2 separate regions of the Mus musculus genome follow, and region 1 is linked to region 2. A link is a contact called in public promoter capture Hi-C data. All regions are on one chromosome and are shown on one strand. Each heading gives the region's core, a stretch centred on a gene start, on an enhancer-like site or on the middle of the called end of the contact. The rest is flanking DNA. Distances are from core to core; before and after follow the strand shown. Region 1 holds the start of Car15 (carbonic anhydrase 15). Region 2 holds the start of P2rx6 (purinergic receptor P2X, ligand-gated ion channel, 6).

Region 1 (6,272 bases), core at 1,291-3,790, 280 kb before region 2:
CTGTTTAGACTATTGCTATTCCAGTTCCAAGCACTGGAGTCTGCCAGATCTCACTGGTGAATAATCCCAAATCCAAGATTTGATGAGGTTTGTGTGTTCTTTACCCATCCCGCAAGGCCCCAGAGGGACAGGCTCCTAGGAGGCCCCTTTCCCAGGACTGCCTTGCCACTCTTCTGAGGCCAGGTGCCCTCTGACCTGCCTTGAAGTGGAATTTGATACTGTACATTGTCTCAATGCCTGTTTTTACATATTCCTTTCATTAAAGGTTTTAGTTTGGGTGTATTTTTTTGGTCAGGTTGGCATTGATCCTTTCTTAAGATGCTGTGAGAACCATTTCATCCAATGCCAAATAAACTTGTGTTATGGAAAAAGCATGGTCAGTTCTTGCTGTGGCCAGCCCCTCGACAGGGCTCTCCTAAGTTTTCAGCCCTTACAGGCATCCAGTTGGCTTCTGACACCCCTTGGTTGAGGACCAGATGGCTGAGCTTGGAGCCTCTGGAGGGTGCATGGCAAGGGGCCACACTCCTCTGAAGTTACACTACAGTCAATGCCAGGGCTGGTATATCCCCGTTACTAGTGTCCAGTGCAGGGAGGGCGCTGGACTTCATCTCTGACCATCCAGGTGGCTGTAAGCAGCTCCTTCCAGCAGGAGCTGCAGCTTGGAGGGTAGCGATTGGCAACTTACACCCAGGACTGGGCTGTTCAATGCCTTTTCCTACAGGGCTGGAAAGGCTTGAGTCCTCTGAGAAGATTTCAATCTATAAAAAATTGGATGATCTTGTCTTTCCAGAAGTCCTAAGATGCTAAAGACTTGCATAGCCTATTGCCTTGGGCTGAGGCCTCTCCTGAAAAGAGGGGGTTACACCCACCCACTATGGCACTCAGCCTGCTGGGGGTGAGAAGCAGAAAAAGCATTTACTATCATTTCTGTGAGACACCAGGATTCTTGATAGCAATGTTTGCGTGCGTGTGGGGTGTGTGTGTGTGTTATCCAGATCTCAAGAGGAAAGGAGACGTAGGGAAGGAGAGAGGGTTTTTCTGCCATGCTTTGGAGGAAAAGGGACACAGCAACCATGTAAGATCTGGGCAGTGAGGGCCTGTGGCCGGGTTGCCAAAGATGTCTGGCAGGGGCTAAATAGAACAAGCCACTAAGTTTAGGGCGGAAGGAGAGATGGAGATAATAAATTGGAAAGGGCATGCATTCCCAGGCAGGAGAGATTTGTGCTTAACAGGCAAGTTAAAGTAACAAGGCTGAGTGTGTGTCTTTTGTCCTCGGATTCTAGGGTCCCAGGAGTGGGCTGGTAATGCAATCCCCTCCTGGAGCAAAGGTGGGTAGAAAAGGAAGCCAGCTTAGGGCTTGGTTTTGAGGATCCTGGAGCTAAGCCTGGTGGAACAAAAGGGAGCCAGGAGTGGCTGGTGGCGCAGCGGGCCCCCCCCCCCCCGCCCCGCAATCCCAGGCAAGGTGGTAGCATGTTTTTTAAAACTACACACAACAAAGGTGTGCACCTCCATGCCCCACACAATATTTTAATTTTTATAGTTTTTGTGTGTTTGTGCATGAGTTTATGTATTTGCACCCCATACATGCAAGAGCCCTTATTGGTCAAACTCAGGAACCAGACTTTCAGCTGTAATCAAGTTCACTGTCCTAACTCAGAAGGGCCAGTAACTACAGCAGGCTGTCACAAAGGCTGGCAAGGGGTTGGGTTAAGAAGGATCTGCTGAGGCCTTTGGTGGGGACAGGAGCTTCATTCTACCCTCAACACATCTGAAGCAGGGTGCCTGGGGCTCTGCCAACACTGCCCTTTCCTCCCTGTCCTCTCTTCAAGGAAGAGCCTGGTCCTCCAGCAGTGCTGAGGGAGAATCCAAGGAGACATGCTAAGCAAGTACTCTTCCACTAAGCTATACCATGGGAAAGAGATGCTGAGAACTGGAATACTGAGAGGGGCAGCCCTCCAGCCCACTCCCTGGTAGTCATTGTTCAGCCTAACCTGCTCAGACATGGTGCCCATGTGCAGAAGCACATCAGGAAGCCAAGGAGGCACAGACACTTCCCTCCAGAGTGCCAGGGACTTGAGCCACTGTAGTATCCCCACCACAGGAGGGCTGCAGCTTCTCCTGAGACCTTTGTCTTTGGGAGGGTAGTCCTCAGACGAGCATCAATAGGAAGGCTGATGTGGACCTGGACTTGGAACGGGTTGGAATCTCAAACTTGTAGCATGAGAAAGAACAGCCATGCCTCCTAGCCTAAGTCTTGGGCAGTAGGATCCAATGTGCCCTCACCTCTTGAACTAATTTCTTTGACGGTGGTTTCGGCATGTCACTCCTGGTCTCTGTTACTCATTTTCACTGCTGTAAGAGTAATAACCAGACGCCCTTCGGGAGAAATGCCAACAGTTACACTGGCTGCAGCAGCTCTGAAGTTTAGGCTCCAGCCCACCTCCATTCCTAGTGGCTCTACCTGGGCTCCACCTACTCTAGCCTCACCTCAGCATGTCCACAGGGCTTATCCAGACCTCTAGTTCACCTACCAATGAATGCAGAGCAGCCTTCTAAGTAGCCTGGCTGTACATTCCTCATCCACTTTGCAGTTCTCCGGAGTCAGCCACTGCAGCATCATGTGGGCCCTGGACTTCTTGCTCAGCTTCCTCCTTATACAACTGGCGGCACAGGTGGACTCCAGTGGTGAGCACCAAGGCTCTGCCTGACACCACCTACCTACCAGTGATGGGGCAAGTTTGGGAGGAGACGCACTGACAAGGGAACAGCCTCTACTGGCTAACCTGTCTCCATTCCTGGACTGGGGTCAAGATGGAACTTTATAAAGAACCACAGTGGTCCCCTGCCTCCTGTCTACAGGTACCTGGTGCTACGACTCCCAAGACCCAAAGTGTGGTGAGAACAGTTGTAACAGGCTATGTGGATCTGTCTGGTCTCTGTCAGCTCCTGTGCTCCAAAGAACTGGACACTGTGATTCTGTGTGTCTGCTGTCAGGGTCTGTGAGTCTATGGGTGTGGCTAGATCATGTGTGTGTTGGGATGGTCCCCAGCATGAGTATGCAGCCGTGTCCCAGACCCTCCTACCTTATCTCTCTGTGGGCCAGTATGCTTGCAGACTTATAAGTCAGATGGGTGCTGCTGCAGCCAGGTGTGTGGAGGGCAGAGGGAGGGCATCTGGGTATATGGAATCCCTCGTTGTACTCCCAGACTTGCCTTTGAGACCCCTGCTGCAGACACTAGTCCTTCTTTTCTCAGGCCCTGCCCACTGGAAGGAACTAGCACCTGCCTGTGGGGGCCCAACCCAGTCCCCTATCAACATTGACCTTCGATTGGTCCAGCGGGACTACACTCTTAAGCCCTTCATCTTTCAAGGCTATGATTCAGCCCCTCAAGATCCTTGGGTCCTGGAGAACGATGGCCACACAGGTCAGCATCATAAGGTTGAGACTGCCACACAGAAGCAGGACTCCATACAGCTTACAGGAACCTCACCCATACACAGGGATGAGGACCCACAGACGAGCTGAGACACCAGCTTCTCAAAAGAGCTCACTACCCCCCAACACACAACACAAATGGGCTAACCAGCTATAAAAATGGGATACGCAGACGAGTCCAAATCCTCGTGGACAAAGCAGAGGAGGCTCTACACACGATGTAGGGAGGTGGCAGGGGACCCTCTATAAATGAAGCTAGCCATGACCCCTGAGGACAGTCAGTTCATGTCCAGATGCCAAGATGCTGGAAAGAAGTCAAGGTCCTCATAACTGAAACTGCTAGTGACAGTGTTATTCCTACCCTGGGGAGTCTGCTGGTGAGGAAAACTCTCATGTGCTCCCTGCCTTCAGTGCTACTTCGAGTAAATTCCTGTCAGCAGAACTGCCCAGCCATCCGAGGGGCTGGGCTCCCGTCACCAGAGTACCGGCTACTGCAGCTGCACTTCCACTGGGGCAGCCCAGGGCACCAAGGCTCCGAGCACAGCCTGGATGAGAAGCATGGCTCTATGGAGGTGGGTTCAGGGTGGACCAGAAGGAAGACAGGCGTAGGGAGCAGAGAGCAGCTGGTCACTACCTTTGTTCTGTATCCCCTAGATGCACATGGTCCACATGAACACAAAGTACCAGAGCATGGAGGATGCACGGAGCCAACCAGATGGGTTTGCTATACTGGCTGTGCTGTTGGTGGTGAGGAAGGGGCTGTGGCCCCGTACATGTTTCCAGAAACAGGGACTTGGAGTTGTGTGGAGGGACCAGGGATCTTCAGCTCTGAAAGACTTAGAGAACTCAGAAGAGCTCACTGCCCCCCACCAACACATGCACACAAATGGGCTAAGCAGCTTTAACAATGGGATACACAGATGAGTCCAAATCCTCGTGAATGAAGAGGAGGCTCTACACATGATGTAGGGAGGTGGCAGGGGACGCTCTATAAATGAAGCTAGCCATGAAGACAGTCAGTTCACGTCCAGATGCCCAGGGAACTCCCCACCAAGGAGGTGGGGGCCAAAGCGATGGAGTGTTGCTGGGCCTCATGGTAGGTCATCTTCTTCATCCCCAGATCTCCCAGAGCCTCCAGCTGGGCCCTTCCCACTGCTGTCCCAGCTATTTTCAGCTATTTTCAGCTATTTTACCTTCACACACACACACACACACACACACACATGAACGCACACACACACACACACGCACACACACGGGGGAGGAGAGTGAGGGGGAGAGAAAGGGAGTGGAGGTAGAGAACATCAAAATGTCTTAAAACTCTTCCACAGGAGGAAGACAGGGACAATACCAATTTCTCTGCCATTGTGTCTGGCCTGAAAAATTTATCTTCACCTGGTAAGGAGCTGTGGGGTCCCTACTGGGCTGGGTGATGAGGGTGAGGAGCAAGAGCAGGAGAGGCGAGTTCCAGTGTCTCTACTATACAGGGGTAGCTGTGAATCTGACGTCCACCTTTGCACTGGCCTCTCTGCTGCCAAGTGCTTTGCGGCTCTTGCGGTACTACCGATACTCTGGGTCTCTGACCACGCCGGGCTGTGAGCCAGCGGTGCTCTGGACTGTCTTTGAAAACACCGTACCCATTGGGCATGCGCAGGTGGGAGTCACTGCCATTCCTCCACGCCCAGTCTCTGTTACCCCCGCCTTCTTGGCCTGCCCTGTCACATCTTGACCCATCTTTACCCACCCTCAGGTAGTCCAGTTCCAGGCCGTGCTTCAGACTGGGCCACCAGGTTTGCACCCCAGACCACTCACGAGTAATTTCCGCCCCCAGCAGCCTCTTGGAGGGCGCAGGATATCAGCCTCTCCCGAAGCATCCGTCCGATCATCAGTCTCTACCCTGCCCTGTTTGCACCTGGCTCTTGTGGGCTTGGGAGTTGGCCTGAGACTCTGGCAGGGTCCCTAGGTCCAGCAATGATTCTACAATAGTATTTCCCCAATAAATCGTGCATAGTGACCTTGGCCTAATGTGTCTGGGAAGGATTGCATGCCTAGTGGTCAAGGGGATGGCGGGTAGAGAATCCTCCCTAACCTCATTGCAGCCTCAATGTTCCTGGCCACAGAACTGAGAGGCTCTTGGGTGACTGTCCTCTTGTCCACCATGGCCATAGAAACTTATTCCAAAACTGAGACCCACTCAGATACCCACTGGCAACAATGCATTATTTAAGTCTTCTGGTCAGAGGGAAGGGAGAAAGTCAGTACATCTTAGTAATGCCACCTATGCCAGAAACTGCATTTTATTATACTTAACAGCAAAGGGAGTTACTGTGCCCAATTAAAATGATGACCCGGGTTGAAATTCTGAGGCCAGTTTTTAAGAAAAAGCAGGCTCCAACAGGAGGCACCGAATTGGCTGGTTTTGAAAGAGACAGCAAGCGCTATGAAACCAGGCTTGCCGACTTACTGCCTTGTGGAGTATTTTCTAAAGAGAAGCTGGTGTTGGGCTGCTGTTGGGAGGCTAAGTAAGGGCACAACTGTCGTCCTTATCAGTGTCTGAGGCTGAGTCCAAAAGATACTGATAACATGATACCACAGCAGAAGGGTGGCCTCCATTACCAGTAGAGCGGTGATGGCTAGGAAAGTGATGTCATGTAGAGGGGTACATTGAAGTGGCACTGTCCTCAGCTACCTTAGGTTTCTAAAGTCCGTTATAGTTGACACTATTCTAGTGCTCTCTAGGACTTTAAGACAACGGCAAGCATTTGCCTCCAGGCTGCAGATCCCTTGGCTCCGGCCAGCTGCTCCTCTCAGGCAGTGCCACTCTGGTTCAGATTCT
Region 2 (6,753 bases), core at 3,411-5,910:
CACACTGAGCAGCAGGAATGTATCCTGAGACACTTCATCCTCTTAAACATGGTCTCTGCCCATGAGGCTCCTTCTGCCTTGGCATTCTGCTGCAGCCACACTGATCCACATCGCCAGCTCCTTTAAGATTTAGCCCGTGCACTTCCCTGAGTTTCCACACTGTGGCCTCTGCCTTGTGTGAGCATCGTGGAACCTGCTGCCTTGGCTGGACAGTAACTGCAACTTGAAGTACAGGGGTTTGGAGCTCTCTGCCAGCCCAGCACAGGGCCTATCCTAGATGTCGTGCAGGGGAGGGGGAGTGTCAAGAAAGGTTTGCAGAGGGATATGACACTTGGGATCATTGAGCATGTGCTTGGAGGAACCCGGTCACTAATCTTCCAAGAAAAATCCTGCAAGAACTCTGGTTATTCTCAGGAAACCTGGTCATCAGGTCTGGTGAACAACTGCTCAGTCACTAGAAGTTCACAAGAAGAATCAAGAGCCTCAGACAGGGAAAGAGGAAGGACCATGTGCTTTTTAAGAAGTTGACACATAGGCTTGATGACGTTTTGGAGCTGTCTACATGCTGAACCTGAAATCGATGTCTTCTTAGCATCTAGAGGTGTGAATATTGTCTAGGTTCCCTGAGGGAGAATCATCCTTTGTACACATATGTCACCTCCTTTGTGGATAGGTGTCAACCATAGACATGTGACAGCCCCTGGAACTGTAATGTGACCAAATACCAGAGCCTGGAGTCCTGCTGAGCAGAAGTTGGCTTTGAATGTGGTGCATATATATGGGATGGATCCTGACTGTTCACACAGAAGCCTTGGTTGGTGAGAGCTAATATGCTCTTTGAAAGATTTTCTGGAATATTCCCAAACAAGGGGAAAAGGTGAGATTGGGAGTGGGTGTGTGGATGCCCCCATGGCTGTGTCAGAATCTAAGAATGGGGGAGAAAGCTGAAACAGGAACACAGTTGGGCTGAAAAACACCCAGAGATCACATATTACCAGAAGGCAAAGCAGAGTGTGCTAGCCAGTCCCCCAGATGACATCGGACTCTGAGTACACTAATAAAAGCTGGCCAAGAGAAGAGGTGATCTTCTAGCCTGCTTCTTGCCATTAATGCTCAGGTGAGTGTGTGCCTGGCTGTAACCCAGAGGCAGGACCAGCATGGAAAAAACGCTGGACATCTCAATGAAACTGTCCCACATCAAGGTCTGGTGTTGTAAAGGTTGGAGACCCCAAGGGGTGTCCTCAGATACTGTGCCGGTAACCCATACTTGGGGTACCCTTGGAAAAGTGATTGGACATATGGAGCCCTAATCACCTGTTTAATGGGAATTAAAGTATTCCTCGTGAACAGCAGATGTAAAGACTTGGTGAAATGACTTCTAGAAAAGTGTAGCCCTTTGCCTGGGATAGACATACCAAGCTGGGACTGAGCTTTGAGCCATGAGTGAAGGAGAAAGGAGACAGGGCTGATGAGAAAAAAAGGGGTGGGTGTGTGTTAGAGGCTCTGGACAAGCTTACCTCTGGACATCTGCCCTGGACTTGAGCTGGTGTCACGAGGAAGTTGGTTACCAGGAAGAACACGTTCTCTCCCTAGAAGGCAAGGCTGAAGGTTGGTCTCAACTGAGAAGATAGAAGCTGACAGCCTGGTTTGTTTGCTTTTTGTTGCTCTCAGTGCTGGGAATGGAACTCCGGATCTCAGACAGGCTAGGCCAGCACCCTCTGAGGTAGAGCCCAGCCTGGGTAGCCTGGATTTTGTGGGAATAGTTTTTGGTCCCATCTAGTTGCCAATTTGTCCTGCAGAAAATGGCGTCCAGTGAAGCAGGTGAAGCTGACTAGGTTTACGGCCTCCCCTGAGCTCAGAAAGTGTCATGCCTCTATCCGTATCTTCCATACAAGTGTCATTTCAAATTCTCATGCACTCACCCAAAGTGGGGACAGAGGGAGCCTGCTGATGTGTGTGTGTGGGTGTGTGTGAGAGGGAGAGAGAGAGAGAGAGAGAGAGAGAGAGAGAGAGAGAGAGCATGCTCCCATATAGAAAGCTACTACCACCTGGAGCCAACAGATGATAGCTGCCTGAGTCACTGGTGCTCCTGTAAGTACCCCTCACTTATGCCTACAGGGAACCACAATTAGTCACTGGTTCACAGAACTTATTTGGAATGGAATTGGTTCATCGTTGGTGCCCTATCTGAGGTATACAGACATTTGTTTATGTCTCCTCAGGAAATGTCCCGTAACAGCTGGTAACTGGGGCTAGGTGGAGGGAGAAGAGAAGATGTTCCCTAAAAGAGACAAAGAGGGGCATGTGAGTGACATGAAAGGAGTCAGACTGTACTGTGACAGGCAAGGATGGGGAAGGGGTGGTGTATACATCACAGATCCGTCAACTCCCAGACTCTTCCTCACCACCTCCTTCCAAGACAAAGGCTTGGTGAACTTTTTTTTTTTTCCCTGCCAGAAGGACCCCCTTCTGGATGAATGGTCTAGACTAGTCCAGCTATATTCAAGGCTGGTCCTGGGCATGTCTCAGCTTGCATGAACCTCTGGACTTATCAGCTTCTTCTTTCAAGTTGATAATCCAAAATTCAGGACAGAGGCACCCATCCTATCCCACCACAGATATTTAAAACCAGCAGCCCTCCATGGGAGAATGGATTTTGGTTTCTAAATTCCCTTCCCTCTGGTGGGAAGCCTGTCTCTTTTGTGTGTGGGATGTGTGCACTCTCACTTTTAATGAGACATGTATTTGCTGTGACTGTGACTTATTTCTTGCCTTTTCACTCTATTTTTGAGCAGGGTATTTTTTTTTTTTGGCTTTGTTTTATTTCAAGACAGGCTTTCTCTGTGTAGCCTTGGCTATCCTGGAACTTGCTGTGTAGACCCAGCCTGGTCTTGAAACTCAGAGCTCTACTTGCATCTGCCTCTAGAGTGCTGGGATTACAGGCATATGCTGAGCATCCAGCCGAGTTGTTTTATTTAATTAGTGTGTGTGTGTGTGTGTGTGTGTGTGTGTGTGTGTGTGCCTGCCTGAGGCCCTCAGAGGCCAGAAGACAGCATAGAATCCCCTGGAACTGAAATGACAGAAAGCTATGAGCTACTATGTGGGTTCTAGGAACAGAAGCTGTATTTTCTGCAAGAACAGCCAGTGTTCTCAACAACTGAGCCATCTCTCCAGCCTCTGCCTTTTAATTCTTTCATCATTGGGAAGAAAAAAAAATGAACTTGATCCAAGATCCCTAAATGATAGCAAGGGGACTTCAGCAAGCTCAAGCCCTGGGTTCCCATCCCCTACATTTCACTTCCAAGCATAAATCATGAACCGAAGATATTTCATTCCTTCTCACATGTATCTCTCCACCACATGGGTGCTGGATGGGTGGGGTGGATGGTATTTTTGTTTTTGCTTGTTTGTTTGGTGGTTCTAGCATTGAAGCTCGGAAGCTATGAATGCCAGGCAAGCTCTCTGCCACTGAGTTGCATCGATAACCTTCCTTTAAAGGAAGTTCCGCAGGCCCTGGCTTCTTGGCTTGGGAAGCTCCACATCCCTGAAAGCTGTTTTCTCACACTGACTCAGAACCCTTCCTCCTGCATCCTATGTCTCTCATGCACGGCAGGTGTGGTTGGTGGTGGTGGCTGAAGAATTCTGACTTCCTGCAGCAGCGCTGGGGACCTACCTGTGATGGCTTCACAAAGTCAGCCACGTCCCACAGCCGGTTCTCCAGCTCCTTAACCTGGGTTACAGAAACCCCCTTGAGTTTGGTGATGACAGAAGTCTGAGGGGCCAAGTCCCGTTCCTGGTAGCCTTTTTTGGCCAAGAGGGCCCACCTAGGGAAAGGATGATGGATAGTGTAATGTCTAGATAAGGAGTAGCAGTGCTCACACACTAGGCTCCCAGACCAGCATGGAGGCCTCCACCTTCTGTCTAGCTGCGCCTCTTGCTCTATACCCCTGAGTAGGTGGAGCTCTCAGATGACGATGGTCACTTTTCACAGCCAGTGCCTTCACACACTCAGCAAACCCAGCTCCCTTCTCAAAGACTTTTCGGACATCCAGCTGGTGGTCTCTCTGAGAGGCTTAGTGCTGTGTTGCTCAGAGAATTACTGCCTCCTGCTGCATCAGGGTACCTTAGGGCAGGAGAACTGCAGACGCTAACAGAGACCGAGAAGACGCTGGAGACAAAGCCCCTTACGTGGGCGAATGGATCTTCCACTGTTCTCTGAATGGACTAAAATCCCTTCTGACTACCTCTCACCCCCATTCCCACTTTCCCACCAGCTGGGGTTCTAAAAAGCCAACTTTTATCCCTCGGCAAGCAAGACCCCCCACAGCAGACTCTGCAGTCTGGCCAGGAGCGGTTCTTACCCTATCACGTAGACTACCACTGCCAGCTGCAGCAGCCTCTGGGAGACGCCCACCCGACAGTTCCTGGTTAGCACATATTTCTCCGTCTTGTAATCCAGAAACCCCCAGCTCACGAGTGCTGCTGCGGCTGCAGAAGCCATGTTCCCAGTTCCTGCTGGCTGCAACTGCATGAGTCAGCAGGCAACTTTAGCCGCAGCTGAACTGGAGGCCAAGAAGCCATGCATGGGATTCAGGCCAGTGTTGTTAAAGGGACATCTCAAATTCAGTAGGAGCTGGCTCCTGCCTCATTCCCAAACCCCAGCTGGTGTAGCCCCGCCCCCTTTTGTCCAGAGTCCCTGGGTTGGACCCTATGCATAGAGAGAGGAATAGACCTGTCCCTACCCACTCACTTTGTTTTCTTATATGGTGGGCAGTCAACACGGGGTAACAGAAGCCCAGAGAAGGGGCTCTGAACTCAAACTTGCACATTCCAAAGAGTATAAATTGGGTTTGAGATACCCCTGCTGGCGCAGCAGCATAGCAACCTCTAGATCTTGAGAGAAAGCTGAGACCCTTAGGCAGTGACCGCATAGCTGTGGCCCCAGAGAAAAACTATTGCTAGGCTACAGATCTTCTGTAGAGCCGCTGTCTACTCCAAGCGCCGTAACTAAAACACTAGTTCTGGGGTCAGACTGGAAATGTTTGTGAAAAGAACATGAAGGAGTGACTACCCCCGTGCATGGCAGCGGTAGTCAGCCCTGGGAAAGAGCGTGCCAAGGTTGTGTTTTCTTTTGCAAACAAGACCCGGTTCCCAGGACGACGGCGGGGTGGGAGGGCGGGCACCGTTACTGGCCCCAGAGACCACCTGTTGTCCGTAGATCAGATTCGATTGGTCAAGGAGGCCAGAGGGACCGCCCACATCCCTGGGAAGAGTTCCAGGCGGTGAGCTGTGTGGTTAGAGTCTGCGTCCCGGACTGGGTAGTGAGAGTAAACATGAAGGGTCCCTGCGAAGTTCAGAAGAATGAAGATCAAGAGGGAGAAGCTGCGGCCACTGGGCCTCAGGCAGAGACCCTGGAGGCCGAAAGGTCCTGGACTGCAGATTCACACTCTGCTCTGGAAGCAGAAGGTGCCTCATCCTCCGCGTGGGGTCCTAGTTGGAATCCTCACTTGAGGATATTCCCGCAAAAGTGGTGGGAGGGCAGCTAGAACCGACCGGCACCCTCTGTGGGGGCACATTTCCCAGTATCAGCAGCTGATACCCCTCAAGTCCTTGCCCTCCTGGAGGAATGAGGAGGCCTAACATTTAGAACTGTCTTCTGGAAAACCTGCAAATGAAATACCCTGACAAGCAGTTGTGTCCCAAAGAGTTCGGGGCTGGGCGTTCCAACCTATAGGAAAAACCTAGCTAATGGATATATTGGATTTAAGATTGTTTCCAGCCCTCTGCTCCCAGGGTGTTTATATAGACCTTATGACCCGTGGACTGAGAATGTAGCTCAGTGTAGTGCTTGCCTAGCATGGTTGAAGCATTGAGCTCAAGGCTGAACTTAACCAGCAAGCTGGAGGCCAGCTTTGGTGGTGGTGGTGGAGGTGGTGTGTGTCAGTGTGTCTGTGTATGTGTGTCTCTCTGTGTGTGTCTGTGTCTCTGTGTGTGTGTGTCTGTGTGTCTGTGTGTGTGTCTTTCTGTATGTGTGTCTGTGTCTCTGTGTGTGTGTGTCTGTGTATGTCTGTCTGCCTGTCTGTGTCTGTGTGTGTGTGTCTGTGTCTGTGTGTCTGTGTGTCTGTGTATGTGTGTCTGTCTGTGTGTGTGTCTGTCTCTGTGTGTGTGTGTCTGTGTGTGTGTCTTTGTGTGTGTGTCTGTATGTGTGTCTCTGTGTGTGTGTCTCTGTGTGTGTCTCTGTGTGTGTGTCTGTGTGTATCTGTGTGTCTGTGTGTATGTGTGTCTCTGTGTGTGTGTGTCTCTGTGTGTGTGTCTGTGTGTCTGTGTATGTGTGTCTCTGTGTATGTGTGTGTGTGTGTGTCTCTGTGTGTGTCTCTCTGTGTGTGTCTCTGTGTGTGTGTGTGTGTGTGTATGTTTGGGAAGGTGATCTGTGATACCTGGACGCAGTGGGGCAAGGACAGCAAACATGTCAGCATTAGGCAAATGCTCCCTTTGGTTCACTAGTTTGGTGGCTTTGAGAAAAGACTTAATTAATTTTTAGTGTGGAGGTCCTCATCTAGAATATGGGCACAGTAGCCACCAGAACAAGAAGAAATGGCAGGGGCAGGAAAGGGTCCAGGCTATGCCAGTGATTCGTTCCTTCTTCATCTCCCATCTACTGCTAGGCACCCATGGGCTTGGAGAACGGGTCATGGCTACCCTCTATCTGAAGTCTTGCCGGGCCAATAGTGTTGTGCCAGTTTCTTGTCTTCT

What was found. Promoter capture Hi-C pulls out the DNA fragments that hold promoters and counts their contacts.
Region 1: a promoter capture Hi-C map of stem cell-derived epiblast-like cells shows a contact between it and region 2, with 2.9 times the contacts expected there. The contact joins the promoter of Car15 here to the promoter of P2rx6 in region 2. A contact is called at or near these places in 18 of 39 promoter capture datasets (the 3T3-L1 cell line, 3T3-L1-derived adipocytes, the C10 cell line and 12 more), 1 of 15 datasets of contacts at CTCF or cohesin (the NIH/3T3 cell line), 3 of 484 Hi-C or Micro-C datasets (B cells, the G1E-ER4 cell line and the HL-1 cell line), 1 of 115 datasets of contacts at active chromatin or transcription factors (pancreatic cancer cells) and 2 of 9 other capture datasets (adipose tissue and liver).

What each region holds. Positions count from the first base shown.
Region 1 is chr16:17,834,454-17,840,725 of GRCm38.p6, reverse strand. Car15 (carbonic anhydrase 15) reads left to right here and starts at 2,540. Exons shown (of 8, transcript NM_030558.2): 1 at 2,540-2,685; 2 at 2,860-2,895; 3 at 3,255-3,425; 4 at 3,848-4,008; 5 at 4,091-4,183; 6 at 4,768-4,834; 7 at 4,924-5,090; 8 at 5,187-5,450. The coding sequence starts at 2,619. The coding sequence ends at 5,399. It overlaps Dgcr2 (DiGeorge syndrome critical region gene 2), which reads left to right. Exons shown (of 10, transcript NM_010048.3): 10 at 1-371. B830017H08Rik (RIKEN cDNA B830017H08 gene) reads right to left here. Exons shown (of 2, transcript NR_027959.1): 2 at 5,707-6,272.
Region 2 is chr16:17,559,792-17,566,544 of GRCm38.p6, reverse strand. P2rx6 (purinergic receptor P2X, ligand-gated ion channel, 6) reads right to left here and starts at 4,660. Exons shown (of 12, transcript NM_011028.2): 1 at 4,362-4,660; 2 at 3,674-3,824; 3 at 1,518-1,589. The coding sequence starts at 4,531. It overlaps Lrrc74b (leucine rich repeat containing 74B), which reads left to right and starts at 5,298. Exons shown (of 9, transcript NM_029053.3): 1 at 5,298-5,466; 2 at 6,666-6,753. The coding sequence starts at 5,334.